Regions from separate parts of the Anas platyrhynchos genome. Here region 1 is linked to region 2. The links are chromatin contacts, called in public Hi-C maps. All regions are on one chromosome and are shown on one strand. Each heading gives the region's core, a stretch centred on a gene start, on an enhancer-like site or on the middle of the called end of the contact. The rest is flanking DNA. Distances are from core to core; before and after follow the strand shown. Region 1 overlaps COL4A2 (collagen type IV alpha 2 chain). Region 2 overlaps COL4A1 (collagen type IV alpha 1 chain).

The links. A called contact is a pair of places that touch in the nucleus more often than the background predicts.
Region 1: a contact with region 2 is called in a Hi-C map of skeletal muscle, with 2.4 times the contacts expected there. The contact joins two enhancer-like sites. A contact is called at or near these places in 3 of 8 Hi-C or Micro-C datasets (F1 follicle, skeletal muscle and subcutaneous adipose tissue).

Annotation. Positions count from the first base shown.
Region 1 is chr1:146,409,638-146,413,643 of IASCAAS_PekinDuck_T2T, reverse strand. It overlaps COL4A2 (collagen type IV alpha 2 chain), which reads right to left. Exons shown (of 47, transcript XM_027444306.3): 4 at 2,348-2,482; 5 at 2,221-2,265; 6 at 1-114. Among named protein-coding and RNA genes, the nearest start is that of RAB20, 80 kb to the left of the region's middle. Within about 2 kb of position 1,538, at least 2 of the 8 cell types and tissues checked have an H3K27ac peak or open chromatin away from gene starts, as enhancers often do.
Region 2 is chr1:146,254,741-146,258,384 of IASCAAS_PekinDuck_T2T, reverse strand. The region is part of intron 2 of COL4A1 (collagen type IV alpha 1 chain); the gene reads left to right. Among named protein-coding and RNA genes, the nearest start is that of COL4A1, 69 kb to the left of the region's middle. Within about 2 kb of position 1,919, at least 1 of the 8 cell types and tissues checked has an H3K27ac peak or open chromatin away from gene starts, as enhancers often do.

The DNA of each region.
Region 1 (4,006 bases), core at 289-2,788, 160 kb before region 2:
GGTACCAGGGAAACCAGAGAATCCAGGAGTTCCTGAGTCTCCAGGGTCACCTACTGTCCCGTTACAGCCATCATGACCCGGTTTCCCCCTTGATCCTGGCTGCCCTGGATGACCCTGTTGAGGAAAAAAAAAAGTGTTTATCTATCCATCTGTTTCTAGTTTTCCTTTTCCTGTAGTCACACAGTATTTAGACATTCTCACATTAAGCCCAAGGCTTGGATCCATGGGAAACTATGATTTTCAAAGAAAGAAACAGACAGTGCCTTTTTTTAATATAGCTGCAGCTTGAACCAGATGCCCCAGACAGTATGAAAAAAATGAGTAGTGAAGGACCTTTCAGAAAGGGTAAGAAAGCTATGTTCAATGCAGTCTCTGTTAACCAGAGAACTAAGCCAGATGAGACTGCTGTGCAGGGAGCCACCAAGAACTGAGATTGTTAAGAATTTCAGTGCTTCACACTGGAGGAGTGGGAAGAAAGGTTCATTACTGGCTTTGAAGAGCTTCCAAGCTAGGAAAAAAAGTCAGTGATGCCTTTGGAGCTAGGTTGGGTGCCATGATGAAGCTGTAAGTATAGAGATGGGAAGAGATCAGGTGGGCTCAAACCAAGGGCACTGGGGATACTGAAGTTCCACATTGAGCCTCAGGAAAGCAGGAAAAAGTTACTCCTGCCTTAAAACGAATTTCCATTGCAGTGCCTATGTTCACCTAAATTACACTTATGATTGCTTTGCACTGGGATTAATGAGAAGCTAATCTGCCCTTGAGCAGCTTTCTTTCAGGGGGCTCAGTCAGCAAAAAAAACAACACAGAAACTAACATAAACAGAATACTTTTCTTCTTTCTTCACTACTTAGAGCAAGGGCTTTCTTTTTGCTTCTGCTCACTTTCTTAGAAGAAAAAAGAGATCTGTCCATGCCCTCACCTAGCTCCATCAAATACTCATATTCCTCACTCCAGAACAGACCCAGGTTTGTCACCCTCCTCTCTTGGCCTTTAGCCCCACATCCCAGCACTTTGCTGTTACAGTTCATATATGTGTCTATTTGCCTTCTCTTCTTGCCATGGTCAGCGTTGTGCTTTGGCCTAAGAAAACTGGTTGGAGAACATAATCAAGTGGGAAGGGTGGAGGGCTTGAGGATGCATGCGGGTTCAAATAGTATCTGAAGGCATTCATCCCCCACAATGCAATTGCAGAGGTTGTGAAAACAGGGCTAAAAAAGAAAACTTGCTCAGGTAGCAAAAGCGGTCCAACTATAGTAACATGGAGCTTCAGAGGAGAGTGATTTACTCGCAGGAAGACAGCACTGAGAAACAACTCAATGATGTGGTGGGGCGAATGAGATCCTTGGCTACAGAAGGTTTCTTCTTCCTTTAAGGGTGATAAGGAGAGAGAGGAAGAAGAGTGTGTGGGAGAAAGCTCTGAAACTCGATACAGAGCTCTTTAGGAAACAAAAAGGGTGAAAGCAGAGTGGATGTGGATGTGTGGGTTGCAGAGTGAGGCCCCGGTGTCAGAGAGCACTACAAAGGAAACCCAAGCCTGGGAACTCTGTCCAGGGATTCCAGTGACTCAGATTTCTTTGTTATTTTATGACACAAGATGTAAAGGAGTGTAAGCTGGGAAAATACTGTGCTGTGAACTTTACCCAGTTTTCCTCTTTGAATGTTTCAGTTTCATGGACCTGGACAATTTGTTCAAAGTTTTTGAGATAAATAGTTTTTTTAAGACCATCTCATGCAAGCTTTATGAGATATAAACCAAATAACAATGGTTAGTATTCTTACATTTATTGACCTTTCTATGTACTTTACAATTCTGAAATAATTAAGGCATGACCCACTGGTGTCCTTTGCTCACTAGCCTAGGAGATGTGGAGAACTTATCTCACAGCTCTTTCCTACAAAAGAACACACTTAGCTGGGTAACCTCCAGGGACACAAGAAATTTCCTTCTGTTTTTGTCCCTTTTTACAAGAGGATTTCTCCAAAGGACAAAGCAAACGGACCTTAATTATCAGAGGGAATGAGCGGGAGCACAGATTCTATTCTTTTGCTGTGCATCTGCAGTTCCACTTACTTTAGCAAATGCCCTTAGTTTAACAGCGCGTACGTGGCTGATGCAGAATTCAGCCCAGAGACTTTAATTAAAGTACAAAGGCATTAAACCAGTCTGCAATATTTGCAGTTGGTAGTTTCTTAAACATGAGGTAACCGGATACTTACAGGAACGCCATCTGCCCCTGGGAATCCAGTGACTCCTCTTAGCCCCTAGAGTGAAACAGCACAATTAAAATGATGTTCTGTCTAGTATTTTGCTCATTAGCTAAAACATCTGATATTCAAAAGTTACCATTTCTCCTTTGGGTCCACTTATTCCTGGATGTCCTCTTTCACCTTTGTGACCTTTGGGACCTTGCACTCCTGGGATCCCCATCAATCCTGGTGGTCCAGGGAACCCCTGTGATCCAAGGAGTCCTGGCTGGCCCTGATAAAAGTAATAAAAAAGCATTTATTTAGGAACAGTTATGATGTGTGAAGCTGGGTTAGTTATCACTCCTGCAGTGTAGTCAATCTCTTCAAGAGAAAATAAACCGAATCTCTTTTCATTCCAGAAGAGCAGACTCTGATGAATGTCATCTGGAAACACCATACATAAACTCCAGCAAAGTGACTACATTGTGCATGACAAAATGAATACATGGGAATGAACTCTCAAATCAGTATTCACTACTCGAACATTCACTGCTACTTTATGAAAAAAGTGTTTTGTCTGGAGTAGGTAGAATGACTTCTCGAGAGAAGGAGGCTGATACTGAATGTCATGAATTTCTGCCTGCATTTCTGCCTTTTGGGGATGGTATTTCTATTTAACGGTGGAGCCTGAAAATGATTAGACAACACCATTAGGGTATGGCATCCACATAGGTTGAAATGTTGCATGCAGGTTTCCCTATCATTAACAGTTCCCTTCCAGAGCTGGTTTGGTAGAACAACCCTAATGACACTCTTCAAGCCACTTCAAACATTGTTTAAAAATAATTCTCTGTTGACTGCCAACATCACAAGGCTCATCACAAGGGAAAAAAAAATCATTTTGAAATGACACAATGGTGGTTTAAGTAATGGGGCTGTGACAGTATGTCTGAGATCCATGAACCAAAGTATTTGAAAACCATTCCAAACACAGTGTCACCAAGGCACATATGTTTTGTATGCTCTGTGGTACTCACTGCCTTAATGACAGTAATAGTAAATTGATAGTCTTTTCTGGAGAGAAATGCTTAAATGGCACAAAGCACCATTTAACAAGACATTCTAATGAAGCAGGTTCTAATGAAAGTATTTTTAAAATGCAACTAGATTTTCACAGGTCATTCTGCAACAGCATTAATATCTCACAAAGCAAAAATTAGAGGAAAACATGAACAAATAGATGTATATTTATACAAAAAAAATGATAAAAAATCAGTATAAAATATATAATGCAACAGTTTAAAAATAGTGTAAAATATATCCCATCCCATCTTCCTACAACAGCTTACTTCCTTTTCCACTCTCACCCATGCCTGGAAAGAAAGAATTAAAAAATGAATGTAGTCCCTCTCCAAGAAATGCAGTCATTCAACTTCATTTAATGTCATTGAGATTGTCATTGAGAAGTGAAATAAGACAGCGTGGGGACTTGAAGAAGTGAACACGAAGATATCCTAATCCTAATTTCTTTGTATTCAGAAAGCAGTAGTCAAGCTACCAAACAATGTTTCATTGATTTTAGGTGAACTTTTATTCTCCTGTTAAAGGATAGGCCCACTTGTGACACAGTTTCAAAATGTATTTGTCAACCACGCAGAAAATCACAAAATCACAGAATGGTTTGGGTTGGAAAGGACCTTAAAGACCACCCAGTTCCACCCCCCTGCCATGGGCAGGGACACCTCCCACCAGATCAGGTTGTCAAAAGCCCCATCCAGCCTGGCCTTGAACACCTCTAGGGATGGGGCATCCACAG
Region 2 (3,644 bases), core at 670-3,169:
AAGAGGTCACACCAGAGCATCAAGGCGTGATGAGAACTTCAGGATTCATGTGAATGGTGCATTTTTCATTAACAATTACAGCTGGACCTCAAATTAATCTCTATCAAAAGCAACATTTGAGACTATTTCTAAAATCACACTAAGAAAAGAGAAAAATAGGGAAGAACACTGAGCTGTCAGGCCCTGTCTCTCTCTTTTTGGAAAACTGCACCCTCGGTTTTCATCTTGAAGCTTTTGCATTTCTTTGGCATACATGCTCTTGGTAGTGTTTCAGTTCAATGCACGTGAGCTTTGGAAAGAGGGATGCACGTGTGCTTGTGAGAGAGGAAGCTGGAGCTCAGAACGGATGTTGGACTCGGCATTAATGCTGATCTGAAGATGTCTGTCCTTCAAGTTCAAGCATTTGTTGGCTCTGGGCTCAGTTCCTCCTGCAGCAAAGGCACAGCTGAGGAGCTCTGGTAGATGAACTCCATCCAACCCGCCGTGCTGGTGTGAGAAGTTGCTGTCACGGCCTTTCCGCCCTGCGTTGCTGTGTCCTCGCATCAGTTTTGGCAGCCACCTCGACACCTGATGGGCTTCTCAGATCACTGAGGCCGGAGCAAGCTCTCTCACCAAGGAAAAGTGTGTGAATTTAGTGAACTGGTCTGGTGCAGCGGTGCTGGAGGGAATCATCAATGTTATAAAGAAGGGCCAGGAGGCAACATCCATTTCAAAGGAGCAGGAAGAGGAGCGGAGCCAACTTTGCTAACTAGACCAGCTCAGCTGCCTTTTAGCATCTCACTGTAAAACCGTGTTACGTGTTTTCAGCCAAAGGGCAGGCACATGTCTGTTCTGCCGTCTCTACCACGGGATGATCTCCAGCAGAGGCAAACCGAACAGGAGAAGCCAGCTAGGGGCTGTGTGATAATCTCGTAAATGCCTCCAGAAAGCTCTGCACATTGTTATTCACCACATGCTTTGGTCTCTGGAGAACTGGAGAACAGAGCATATGTATGGGCCCAGACATTGTGTGAGCCCACAGCTCTGCAAACATTTGATTTATATCCGTGTTACCAGTCTCTCGAGACTAACATCTCCCTGCCCAATAGTCCCTAGACAAAATAATAGGGGAAATAATTTATAATGTAGTTCTGGTTGTTTCCTCCCCCTCAGCACTTGATTTATAACTCTTCTGAAACTACTTGCTTCATGTGACTCTCCTCAACAGCCATCTGCAGTTGCTCCATGTGTGAAACAGTATTTCATGGCTAATTTGGAAGGATGGATGCCAGCAAAAATGTCAGCGCCTGTAGCTATGCTCTTAACAGGTTCACCTCTCTTTAAAAGTCCATTCAGTTGCTTTTAATTTGAACTATCTAATGCAGAGGCATTTGGAAGCATTTCACAAAAGCTGGATTTCAACAGGCATCTTGCTAATCAAATGAGTGCAACAGTGACTGAGCACTTGCTGTCTTTTTACATAGCATCTCCGTATTTTCGACAGCAGCTGAGAGGCAGGATATTCATCTTTGTGAGCTGAATAATGTATTCTCCTTTGTGTTTTCTGACAGTTTGCATTGCATCAGTGGAGGTACAGATGACTCGGTTACATCTGTTTTAATTTCCGAGTCTCATGAATTGATTTGTAAGAAGCAGAAGCTCTTTTAATATTACTTGCCAAGATTTTGCAGCTGTGAATATTGGAACTTGAACAATACATAGCACTTAGAGTCAGAGTCTCATGCTCTCCACTCATTGCAGCTAGGAATCTCAGTGCTGAGCAAAGAATAAGTGGGGTAACAGCAGTGATCTAGTGCTTGCCAATTTATGTAGTGTGGATGCTTAATGAGTTGCAACATAAATGTAGTGCAAACACTGTTGGGATGTTTGGCTGGAACACTGGATGAACAAAGGAACTGGGCAGGCAAGCAGGGAAGGGATGCTGCTCAAGTATTTCCTTGCAATGCAAAGCATCCTCAGGACACGCATATGTCTGTAATGCATGGTGTAATACATGATAGCTTCATCTGAGCTTGCAGTTCTAAATAAGCCACTTTCGGTAGGAAAGCAGCAGTACAAATGTTGCTACCCCAGTGATCTCTGCAGGATAATACCCAGTCAATGTAGGACACATGGAGCTCAGCATTCACATGAGTTTACTAATTCTCATGACAGTTTCTGTATTCTTTTATTCAGTGTAGACATTTTGAGACTGATAGAATTTTACTGTAATCCTGTATTCAGTTTCACAGATGCCAAAAAGACATGTCACAGTGTGAGTTGGTACTGTCTGGGTCACTGAAGCATTGAAGTGAGATCTTTGTTTGCTAGCGATACTTCTTTCCTTACAGCCTGACACGTGGAGTAAAAAAAAGGCCTGGAAACAAGGCCCCTAGGTCTGTCACTGGGTCTGGCTGGAAAAGGTTGTCCTAACTCTTGTGAGTTTCCATGGATGGCATGGAGAAGTAAGGTCCCACTGTCTGTCTAGCCAGAGACTGCAGAAGGTTGGGCTACTAATTCAGTATTTTGCAGTGGCATTAAATGGGAAGGCAAAGTAGAGAGAGGGGTGTAAGCAGTGGGTAAGTGCATGCTCCCCAGTTAGCATGAGTGGCTAAGGTGGCTAGAATGTGGCTGTGAATAAAATGCTAAGGTGGCAAATTGTGTGTGGAGTGAGATCCTGTGTCCTGTGGTTCTCACACCCTCAGAGCCAAGACTGTCAACAAACTTTATGTTTGTTTTTTTTTTTGTTTTTTTTTTTTCCACAGAAACTGTGAGGCTGCAGTATTTGGGATGGGAAAGACCTCCACACACTCAGGAGTTGTGCTCTCCAGGCCTCTGGGCATCTGACAGCTTGACTGGGTGTCCAGAAGCCCTGGACAAATAGCCATTTACTTTTCTTCCTCTTGGCCTAACAGTTCAAGTCAGTAAAAGACAATGTTTCAAGGGAAACCTGGATGTATCTTGGCTCAAAGTGTCCCTGTACAGTCTCTGACCTGCTTCTGCAGCTATGTTTAACCCCTCAGAGAGGGCAACCTGGGAGTCTGAAGATAGCTTTGCAGAGCTGGCTCTAATTGTCCTGGAAGTCCAAGCTTTATTTATGTCAAGCCTTGGGTTAATGTCTTTGGCAAGACAAAGTGGTCATTACCTTAGTGAGTGATTTACAGGCACATTAAGGGCCTTTTACAGTGCCAGAACAGTCTTCAGGGAGCCTTAGACTAAACGAAATCTCTAAACCTCTGTTTTATTTTTCCATAAGAATGGCAGAATGAATATTTTCCTGTGTTGCAGGGTGCAGTGGTTCAAAGTGTATTGAAAGCCTCTGGACAGAGCTCCTGAGTGTAGAAAGTATTAGCTGGGTTATATATGACTCATACTTCTATGTAGGTGTCAGAAGAATCTTGTTTTCTTCATATTGTATTTTCCTTCAGTGATGGAAAATACTGTTCTATGTACGTGAGTGTCTTCTGCCTCCTTAATAGATCTCCCAGCAGGTCATGAAGGCGAGTGCCCACGGTTCAGTGTAAAATTCTGTTCTGAAATGATTACTTCAGAACTTGGACTTTGGACGTTTTACAGCTGACTTAGAAATATGTTTCTTGATCTGTTGGGCTGTTTGCTTTGCTTTGCAGTGTTTTATAATAACAACACAACAGGATTTTGGTAAC